Regions from separate parts of the Gossypium hirsutum genome. Here regions 1 and 3 are each linked to region 2. Evidence: chromatin contacts called from public Hi-C data. All regions are on one chromosome and are shown on one strand. Each heading gives the region's core, a stretch centred on a gene start, on an enhancer-like site or on the middle of the called end of the contact. The rest is flanking DNA. Distances are from core to core; before and after follow the strand shown.

Region 1 (3,638 bases), core at 873-3,372, 370 kb after region 2:
CAAGAGATGATTTCATACATACATAAATAAGATTGTTCATTGTTGCAACTAGCATGCATTCCCAAATGGCAATACCTTGTAAAGAGCCTGTATAAGAAGCTTCTCATCAAAAGACAAACTGCTTGTTCGCCTCAGAGGAGCTACAAAAAGGAGGAAAAAAGATTAGATCGGTTATACGAACCTGGAAAATTTTACATAATTGATTGAAGAAAGGTCAAAGCGGAGTTGTTTAACATCTTCCAGCTTCAACTTAAGATTTCTATATTATTCATTAAGGATTGTAAGACGATTCCGAAGCTCTTCAACCGCAACAACTCGCATTTTTAATAGTTTCAGCTCTACGAAGCCTCAGATCACTTGAGAAGAACCCCGTTACAGTCCACTAGAATTTTCTTTTACTGTTTTCTCATACAGATGACAGCACTGTTTGTTAGCTACTTCTAATGGGGTATAGAAGAAAGAGATATTTATTGGTTGTGAAATAAAAATTAGTGGCTTACAGTGTTGATCTTGCACTTGGGGGTTAAACTTCCGATAGCTTTGCCGAGAATTTCTATTCCTAACCATAAAAGGACTAGATCATCATTAAAAGAACTTCAATTGTACCTGGATTTCCTGGACTGCATTGAGAAGCAAGGCTATTGATATTCTCTGATACAGATGCATATCGACGTAGCTTAGGAGGACCTTCTGTTCCCCTGCAATTACAACAACCAGAAAGATTGAATAAACAGAATACTCCTGGATATGAAATTTCTCAAAAGATAAATCGAGAATATATGTCGCAATACCTTGACCCAATATCCACACCGCTGCTCTGCCGCCTCAACGTACCTGTAATATAACTTATGGTTCATGGTCACAGAGATATACACACAAACACTGTACACAATACCATGGAAACCAGAACATTTCCTGCCATACCTTTGGGCTCTTCCTGAGAAAGGAGTGAAAATGAACCAAATAAGCCTGACAATCGCTCGAGTGTCGACTCCGAAGTGGATCTTTTGAAAGACTGCATGAGAGAATCAACGGTTAGGGAAAGCTCTAAAGCAGGGTTGAACTGAACTATTTCGATGTGTCATCCTAAACAAAAAAAAGAGAGAATCTTACAGATTCTTGGCCACTTCCATATTTACTTTGAATCTGTAACAAAAGTAAATCACTTAAATGTCAGATGTTAAAACTTGAAGCTTAATGGTGAAGGAAGAAGAAAATGAGTAACATACTCACTTTTAAGGAAAAATCAGTTACATCCAAGAGCAGCAACTTGGATTCAAAGAAATGGGCTAAAGCTTTGGCAAGCATTTGTTGGTAAAGTTCTACCAAGGAAAAAAAAGAAGAAATAACACAGACACAGTCAGTAGCAGCCTTATAGAGACAGCCCCATGAACACCAAAAAAACATGTCAAGTATAGCCGCCTGTGATTTCGGGCAATCAACCTGCAGGTCCCGATAGTAATATAGCTTGACTAGCAGGAGAAAGGTTCCTTGTGTACTTGGAAACATCAGCATGTTTCAAATGGACATAGGCAGCACTGGTTAGCAATGCTTGAGTTTGTTCACTGCCACATAAAATTAAACATCATTCCAACAATTAAAAAAAATTGTATAAGCAAGTTAAAAATATTCATATAGGTGATTCAAAAATCTCTTGTTTTCCAGCCAATAGAGCTCAAAAAATTGGGAATTTACCTGAGGTAGTAAGGGAACTCATCGAAGGTGACTTGGCTTTCTCTGCCATCAACGATTTGGCGAAGTAATTCTTTCTCTATCCTCTCCAAAGTGATGCCGGTTGATGAATTGGAACCGCTTCTGGTCCATTTGTTCTGACCCGAAGCCAAACCTAGCCCTACCCCTACCCCAACACCCACACCCAACGCCGATAACAGTAAGCCTTTTTGTTCCATTTGCTTTGCCTACAATTTTTTTTAATTTTTTATAATTAAAATGAAAATTGTTTTGATCTGCAACTGTTTTCGTGGCTGATTCAACAACGAAACGAAAGAAGCGGATGCTTTGACAGCGAGGCGTCGCCGGTAAGGGGAAAGAGCAGCGGATGGCGGCGGATGAAGAGCAGTAGAGTCGGTTCCCGCTATTTATGGAGTCTCTATCAGTTCGTTCGTTTTTTGAAGTTTTTAAAGAGGAAATCAACGGGGAGAGATGAATAGATTTAATTTATGCCCCAGTCCTTGTAATCTTAAGAATTTTAAAATATTATCCCTCTATTTATAATTCAAATCAGATACCTCTCACAATAAACTTTCATTAAATTTAAATGTACATCATTCTAATTTAAAATTTAATAAATTTTTATTGAATAATCGTATAAAAATAATCTATTAAATTTTAGTAATTTTATAAATAAATTGAACATATTTTATATATAAGAATATATTTTAACAAATTCATTATTAAATTAGTGGGTGGTGGGTGATACCATTAGCATGGATTATTAGATAGAGTAGTAAAGGATTAAAATCTAAAAATATGAAAGCGGCTAGGTAGTGAGGAATAGTAAGAGGTTAGCATAGGTGGCAGTAATTTGACGGTTTATGAATCGGTTGGACAGTTTGTTTATAATTTGTGGGAATACTTGGCGCAAAACTGCGAAGGGAGTTGTGCATGAAATGAAACGGTCGCCCAAGTGTGGTCAGCTTTGGATCCTGTCCGGTTCCTACACGCGTCCGGTTCTGTCAGTACCCATTTAAAAGCAAGTTCCGCCTTCCGGATCAAGATATTGGGTGGTACCATATTGCTGTCAGCAGATTATCAAATTTCAAGATAACGACAGATAATTTTTCATACCATTTACTAGGTATTTTATCCAATTGTATAGGATTTATAATAAATTATTTCTATTAGTTTTTTAATTAATTTTTAATTAATTTTTTATATTACAGTAAGTCTACTTTTAAGGTTAAAAAAATCAATAATCTAATAAATATGGAATGTTAAAGTAAATTAGATGAAAATTAAGTACAAATTACAACAGGTGCGATTTTTTTTATATTAAACATAAATTAAAACCTTATAAAAATATATCACTTATTTTATAAAAAGGAACAAAAATTCAATAACTATTCATCCCGATCATCGACTCTTTAAATATGGTATATATCATGGGTTGAAATCCAGAATTAAATATTAATAGCATATATATATATGAAATTTTCCTTAAAAAATATTAAATGAGGGCAGCGATGTGATGGAGGTATGGGCGAAGGGGGACAGAATCAAATGGGGGCATTGTATCTGTAACAACCATACTGGGCAACCTAAAAAGGATGTGCTGAATTTGGTGCTTCGAACTTCAAAGCAGCTGCTTTAACTACATTACAATCAAACAGCTGTGAAAGGCACGTGAGAAGTAGACAAGAGCACCACCATTTGTACCAATCACAATGTGTCTGACGACTGACGAGGTTCATCAACATAATTTTATATCTGCCGTGTACATATGTGTGATTGCAAGTTGCAGCTTGGTTCAGTGTTCTGACGTCTTTTCTTAACCATGAAACCTGGACCTCCAAATCCATAGGATCTGATCTATTGCCGCCCGCTTTTACTTCACCACCACCCTTTTCTCCTTTAAACCACCTTTCATTTCTATTACCACTTTTAATTTTGATATTCAC
Region 2 (4,046 bases), core at 1,453-3,952:
ATTTGTAACAATCTGGGTTAATGTGACCTAACTTCTTAAAATAGCAACATCTCTTGTCTCACTTCCATAATGCTACCAAAACCGAGGCTTGCCTATCTGACTTGCTATTCAAACCAAACTCATTGTTGAGTTTGTCTTTATTCAACAAATAACCCTTCACATCCTCGAATGAGAGATTATCAATGTCATAAATCAGGGTTTCCTTGAAAGACTTGTATGAATGGGTAAAAAGCACAATAATAGCATAGCTTGATCTTTATAGTTAATCTGAACCTCAAAATTCTTTAAATCATTCAAAAAAGTAATAAATTGACTGATGTGATCTCTAAAGTGCTCAACATCATTAATGCGGAATGTGTACAACTACTATTCCAGCTTTAATCGATTGGCTAGAAACTTTGTCACGTAAATGGTTTCTAACCTCTTTCATAAGGTGAATGTCATTTTCTCCATCAAAATCTCTCGCAATACATTATTTGTTAGACATAATTGAATCGTGGATAGAGTCTTTTTATCTAACCTATCTCATTCTGATTTATCTATGTCTACAAGCTTCTTATCTGTAAGGACCTTCTCAAGATCGCCCTGAATCAAAATTATCGTCATCCGAACTTGCCACAGATCAAAATTTATGATGTCATCAAATTTATCAATATCAAACATTGTTGATGCCATCTCCTAATGGGTTGATTGTGGAAATCGAACTAGCTCTGATACCAGTTTGTTGGGGATAACCCAATTTAAAGAACAAACAAGTAAAATAACGAAGAAATTGAAAAGATCGAACACAAATATTTTACGTGGAAAAACCTCTTCGAAGAGGATAAAACACCACGAGCAAAGATAATTTCACTAAAACAACAAAAACGAAAAGTTAAAAGATAGAGATAAAACTAAACCCCGAAACTCGATATAAGAACCCTCAAAATTAAACACAAAATTCTCTGAAAGCTTGTAAAAGCTAATACCTAAATGTGTAATGGGTTATTTTTCTAGGGTGGAAAAAAGGCCTATTAATAGGCTAAATTTGTAGGTCAAATAATATTAAAATAACTTACACTAATCTGATTTTAAGTGGGAAACTAATATTAAAATAATCTACACTAATCAAAGTTTAAATGAAAAACTAAAAACAGAGTTTAACTCGGAGAAGAAAAACCAAAAAAATACGAGGCATAACTCCACAAAAAATTAAAACCAAATCATATGTAATATGTTAGTCCAAGAAAAGTAGTCAATAATATGATTAAAAAAAACAAGAAAAATAAATATCATATGCAATTTTATCTAATTGCTTTAGCATTTCATATTTGTTGGGTTATTCCCTTTTTAACATTTAACATATACTCCTTATCATCATCCGTTGGTCCCTAACTGAGATCTTCACCATCTAAACTAAATATGTTTCATTAAGATTATTAAGACATCCTTCTTCCATACACTTTTCAGTATGGTTCATCTTAATTCCACCTATGAATAAAGTTATGAAGTATGCAACATACTAATACGATCCAGCCTTATTTTTTTATTCTATACTAATGTGATTTTATTAATATAAGCAATCCATTTTTTTTCCAACAAAAAATATTATGTCAATCACATTTTGAAGCTTTGATCGTATCAAATTAAAGAGTTCGCGAGTCTTTTTTGGTGTTTGTGTCTAACTCAATTCACTCAAATGATAGCATACCCTACGACATAGTGTTAGAAAACTTTTTGTATTTACATAACTAGCATCTAGCACATAATATTAGGGCTCAAAATGCAAATAATATGTAGCTTTGGTTATAAAAAGTTATATAAACTTAATTTGGAAAAAGACTTATGCTAGGTTATAACCCTTTTGATAATACCTAAGTTGAGTTAAAATAATATAAAATTTATAATATATATATAACTTTTATAAAAAGAGTTCTATAAAGTGTCCAATAACTTTTATAAAATTTCTTATAAATATTTTTTTACTATAACTTTAGAAAGCTATTGTTTATAAATAAGTTATGGCAAAAAAGTTAAAACAATTTTTTTATAAATAAGTATATTATTTTTATAATATATAACATGGGCACGTAAATAAGTTATGATCAAATATCTTTTTATAAACAAGTATATTATAACACGTAAACTATTTTTATAAAATACTTTTTGTCCATTATTTTAGAACTGTTTTAAGATTTAAATAATATAATTTTTGTTATACATTTATAAAATAAAATAAAAATCTTATTTATAATACAATTTTTTAGGATTTATATATATATTTGCTATAATTGTATCAAACACTCATACGTGTTCGTGCTTGTAATATAATTTTTAGAACTTAATTTTTTATAAAAAAATAATTGTTTAAAGATAAATCATGTATGAGTGTTTGGAAAGCCATATGGTAATTAGATTTGGATGTAATTACCAGCGTAATTACTCCAACTCTCACCCTCCTCTTAGAATTGAAAAGTGTAGTTGAAGTGCTCCAGTTACAGCTAATTTGGTGGAACCCATCAATTATAATAATTATCCAAACATGCTACTATTGTGCAATTATAAATAATTATATACAAATCTAATTATTAAGTAGGTTTTTAAACATTACCTTAATATTTTCGCCATATAAATATATATATAGGGGAATTTTGCAAGAATTTAAATCACATTCCGAGTTCTAAATTAATTAAGTTGAAAGAGTCATGATCCACTTAGGCCTTCTCAGGGGCGTGACGGGTGGCTTACTATGGAAAAAGGAATCCCTTGCCTTAATTGGGTCAACATGGTTGGCCATACCCGGTCCAATTTTTCCATCTATCTTCTCTTAATTTTAAATAAAAAACAAATTTTGAATATTTAATTAAATGAATAATTAAATAAACCTCCAAATTTTTATTAATTAAAACAAATAATTAATTCATCAATTCTAATTAAATAATTTACACAACCTAATTTTAATTTCATTACAATCACGATATTTTTTCTGTATTACAATTTACGTGCAAATTTATTTAATTATACAAAAAATTTAACTATGATAACTACATAATTTAATTCCTACTTTAAACTTAATTATTTTAATTTATTCATCCAATTAAAACATAAGTCAAAGAAATTAAACTAATTTCAAGTCATCTCTTGCCTTCTCGCAAAAATACAAATACAATATATAACTCAGACCATGGGTCGGGCCACCCTCCCAGACCCAAATGCCTCCTCAAAAAGTGAGAAAGTTTCAATAAAATTATAGATTTAAAAAATGAATTTGGACAAAAAAATAAAACTCGCTTTTTAAATGAATTAGGCCTCGAATAGAATTTTTTTGACCTGAGTCCAACATGACTCGACCCGAATCACATACTTTTTTTTTTCTTTCTTTTATTAAGTCGAATCATCTCAAAGAATAGGGCTAAACCCTCCTAAAGAGATTGAAAGTCTTTTAAATGGTGGGCAAGTGAAGTTAGAGAATTTTTTTGATGGTCGTGTTTAGTTAATTAGTAAGTAGCATCATAGTAGTATTATGTATTTTTAGTTGAAATCAGATAGCTTCTGGTTGGGTGTTTTTGAATGTTGTGATGAACTTGGAAAGTTGTTGTGGTCTTAATCCTAGTGGGATTTTATGAAATTTGCCCTTGCAAATTTCTTATTGTAGTATGAGTGAGTTATTTGGACTTTTTAAAGTATAAAGGTTTTTTTAATTTATTTTTAATTTGTTGGGAAATATTTATATTAATGATTTTAATATACTTGATGTATTATTTTTTTTTAAAATTTTTTTATATAAAAATAATAATCTAAAAAATTTTAATATAAGTGGGCCAAGTTGGGTTCGAGTTTAGCATTTTTAATCTAGGCTAGGTTTGGAGCAAAATTTTAAGCCTATTTTTCGGGCTAAACTGGGCCTCGAGCCTAGAAAATTGACTTAAAATTCCACATCGGCCCAGCCCGACCCATAGTCAGGTCTAGATAGTAATCCTGCAATCTATTTCTCATTCATTGTTTTGGACCTTCATTAAAAGTTTTTCATGTAATTCGTTTAGACTATAGTGAGCTAGCAGAATGAT
Region 3 (3,749 bases), core at 85-2,584, 290 kb after region 2:
GCACTTTTGGAATTATGGATATATATATATATCTGTAAGTGTTAGAAATGGTCATGTTGTTGTTATCTTGTTAAAGTAGTTTTAGCTATATGCATAATGGTTTAATGGTTGAGAAAGTGATATGCTAGATGATGTGTTTTGGTTGATAATTGGTTATGGAAATAATGATTGGTATTTATGCTTATAAGTTGTTTAGATAATATGCTATGCAATAAGTACATAAAAATGCATGTTTTATAAGGTTGGGTTGAGATTGCTCATATGGCAAAAATTGGATGTAAATTTGTTGATTGTGCTGAAGTGTCTTCGAAAGCATATTGAAATGAGTTGAATGTGGCAATTTAGTTGATTTTGAATTGCTGAATTGGGGTGCCTTATGAGACATATTTGTATGCCCTAGGTTGATGTTTTTCAGGTTTATAATTATAGCTAAGGTTATCATTTAAGCTGCAGATGATTTGGAAATGAAATGGATATTTTAAATATTGGTCTTTATCATTTTTAAGTTTAAGTATCAATAATTTGATATTAAACAGTTTTAAAACAAATAAAATGACAAAATAATATCGATATTTATTTGAGTATCGATACTTTAAAATACTTAAATAAATATCGATACTCTTATTTTGCAAAATAATTTAAACTAAAGTCTAAAACGTATTAAACATTAGTTTTTTTTACTTAAAAAAAAAGCAAGTGTTAATAGTTAAAATGTAGAACTGTGTATGATAGTGGAAAAATTGTGATATTTAATTACAATGAAACTTTTCAAGTGAATACAATTTTTCATCGTGATTTTGATCCTTTTTACTCTCTACTCCTTTTTTTTATTATTAAAAATTGTGCTTGTGTTATTAATTATTTGTAATTTACTCTTAAGTAATGTGTACTTTATTTTTATTCGATTCGATTTGGAATCTTTCAATTTAGCTGGAATAAAACTTAAAATTAAATTTAGTTAATAAAATTAGACTTATTAACTAAATTTTTTTTACTCAAATTCGACCTGACTGGATAAGATAAAATGACATCAGTTGTCAGCATGTTCTGTCTAAAAATTGATCTCACAGAGTGACAGCAAACCCTTGTTATCCATTCCATTCTTAAAATATTATGGAATCTCATATCTTGAAAATATATAATAATATTTCACCAAAAAATCCATCATTAATAATTCGATTGGTTTCCAATCCAATACTGTTTTGAAAAGAAAGAGTAAAGAAAAAGGTGGTTGTTGTGATAGTAGAAACTTATCCTTTTACAGATGAAAAGGACTGAATTGCAGAACCCAGAATTGGGCAATGCTTCCATTGTAAAATCACATGCGTGATAGTGTAGGGGGGACCTTTGCATTAATCAACTTGTAAAAAGAAGCTTTGACCTTCATCCATACCTCCCTCACATCATATTTCTATGGCAAAGTTCCCTTACCTGAAGGATAATGACTGCTTGATTTCTGGGTTTCATGTTCTTAAATTATTTTAACACACAGATGATTGATAGCAACCTTTCCATGAACTACGGTCCTTGGAGCAACCCCCACTGATATTATTATTACTTCTGCCAACCATGAAAAAGGGTCTCTTTAAAATTGACACAACATTACAAGTTTCCAACCTAATTTATAAAACATGTTCTTCAACAATGTCCTGCAATAGAAGGAAAGTTTCCTGATCCACCAGTTTTTGTGTTTCTCCCAGGGCCATGGGTTGTTGTTTCGGCTTGCTTTTAGGTTCCTAAAAAGGCCCAATTTTAAGGTTCTCCATTTTTTATATATATATAAAATCAAAGTTTAACTCAAAACAACAAAAATCACATAATATATATTAATGCGGGATGAGGAAATTCAAAACTTCCATCCAAAACACACAAAGCATGAAAAGCTTCAAGACAGGTAGATCTGAAAATTTTGGAATTGTAGAATCAAATAATGTAGAAATGAAAACTTAAAGGAACACTTTATTAATAATATAAATGATGAACAATAATTCTAAAAGAATTTAGAAAAAAACTTCAAGAAACGGTAATTTTCTGAAAAGCTTAAAAAAAGCTCAACAATGGTTTTCTCATTTCTGGAAAGCTTCAAGAAAGGTGGTTTTATGGAGAATTGAACAGTAATTCTAGCCTATTCATCCAGACGGTGATTAATATATTTTTATTATCAATTATTTAATTTCATTTAAACACTTTTATTATATATTAATAATATGAATAAAATATTTTTTTATTTTTAAGGGGAAAATTAAAATTTATGAGCTATTCTTGATGCATTCAACATTATTATTCTATTCAATCAAACTCTATAATATTTATATTTTATTTTATTTTTATTATAGTTTTATTCCATTACTCCTATCTATGCTAGTCGCATATCCAAAAAATAAAATAACGAAACCTAATTCCTTTCGCTCATTATCATTTTTTAATTGCTTTCACCGTTCTCTCTTTTTTTCATTTCTAAAATTCTCCTTGGTTGATTTAGAAGGCGATAGTCGGTGGTTGCAGATTGAAATGGTCGTTGGCCAGCAGGTACAAGAAAGCAACATACGACAGTGGAAAGAGCCGGACAGCAGTGTCACCATTAAAGCCTTTTGGCTTTGGCTTTTGTTTTTGTTTTTCTATTCATTTCCTTTATGTTAAATGCAAAAACCGATTCCCGTCCGGTTCAATTGCAGTTTTGATCGGATGGCGATTCAATCAACTTCTTTTTTTTTTATCTATTATCAGATCGATCTACCGATTATTCTGGGTCCGATTCCGAAAACTTTGGTAGAAGAAATTCAATCTACAATTTGCATCCAAATGCACCCATGATTTATAAGTGTTTCGTTGGGTTGAGTTTGAAGTTTCGCGTCACTTATGAATGGAGCAACTATTGTGAATTAGATGAACTGTTTATAAGTAAAGCTACCCAAATTTGATGAGATCAAGCTTGAATATTTAAGTTTCGAGTTTGACCTGTTTTTTTAATTTATAATATTTTATATTAGATTATTTTTATATATTATTTAATTTTCAATACGTTATCAAATAAAATTTATATTAAATATATAAAATTGTTAAATATTAAAATAATATAATATAAATATTTAAAAAATTAAAAATAAATGAGTTTAAATTAATATGATAGGATTTAAGAAAAATTATAGATTTATATATTTGACTAGACTTAAATAAATATAAAATATATTAATATTATACTTAAATTTGATTTATCTACAAACACCTCTGATTGCTGCTCCAAGATTTATGGAGTTTGGGCAGTGTTTGTAGAAATTTTGGAGGATTTAGGCTTCTTATTTTGCAACGAAAGCTCTGGAACTTATTTTCGTTAATTCAACTAGGGGTCCTCTTTAGCACTTATATTCAATACAAAATCTACAGAGTTTTTTTTCTTAAAAGTTAGTCATCTCTCCCATTGCATGCTGAAATGTATATGTGCTTATTTTTCAAAATTACTAATTCCATCAAGTACTACAAAATTTGTGTTGCGAGAGAGAAAAAAATTAGACTTTAAAATACACGGTGGCGGAGTAAAGGGGACTAGCAGGGCCTGACCCCTAAAATAAAAATTCTTTTATTTAGGCCCTTTATAATTTATAAATTTTTTAATTAGTAATGGTAAAATTATATTTTGGCCCCTAAAAAAATAAAAATTTGATTTAACTTTTTAAAAATTTTAAAGATATAGACTATTAAAATAGTGAAATTATATATTTACTATAATAAAAATATGCAATTTAATTCCG

What was found. Hi-C and Micro-C count contacts between places; a contact is called where the count stands out from the background.
Region 1: a contact with region 2 is called in a Hi-C map of leaf, with 4 times the contacts expected there. The contact joins the promoter of LOC107950630 here to the enhancer-like site in region 2. A contact is called at or near these places in 5 of 34 Hi-C or Micro-C datasets (hypocotyl, leaf and petal).
Region 3: a contact with region 2 is called in a Hi-C map of leaf, with 3 times the contacts expected there. The contact joins two enhancer-like sites. A contact is called at or near these places in 2 of 34 Hi-C or Micro-C datasets (both in leaf).

What each region holds. Positions count from the first base shown.
Region 1 is chrD03:32,311,666-32,315,303 of Gossypium_hirsutum_v2.1, forward strand. It overlaps LOC107950630, which reads right to left and starts at 2,123. Exons shown (of 16, transcript XM_016885512.2): 1 at 1,696-2,123; 2 at 1,444-1,565; 3 at 1,234-1,322; 4 at 1,114-1,146; 5 at 925-1,015; 6 at 792-834; 7 at 607-698; 8 at 76-140. The coding sequence starts at 1,910.
Region 2 is chrD03:31,937,864-31,941,909 of Gossypium_hirsutum_v2.1, forward strand. No RefSeq gene overlaps it. Among protein-coding and RNA genes, the nearest start is that of LOC121215705, 34 kb to the left of the region's middle. Within about 2 kb of position 2,703, at least 1 of the 9 cell types and tissues checked has an H3K27ac peak or open chromatin away from gene starts, as enhancers often do. A contact at or near this core is called in leaf, where this site is marked.
Region 3 is chrD03:32,226,702-32,230,450 of Gossypium_hirsutum_v2.1, forward strand. No RefSeq gene overlaps it. Among protein-coding and RNA genes, the nearest start is that of LOC121215720, 25 kb to the left of the region's middle. Within about 2 kb of position 1,335, at least 6 of the 9 cell types and tissues checked have an H3K27ac peak or open chromatin away from gene starts, as enhancers often do. A contact at or near this core is called in leaf, where this site is marked.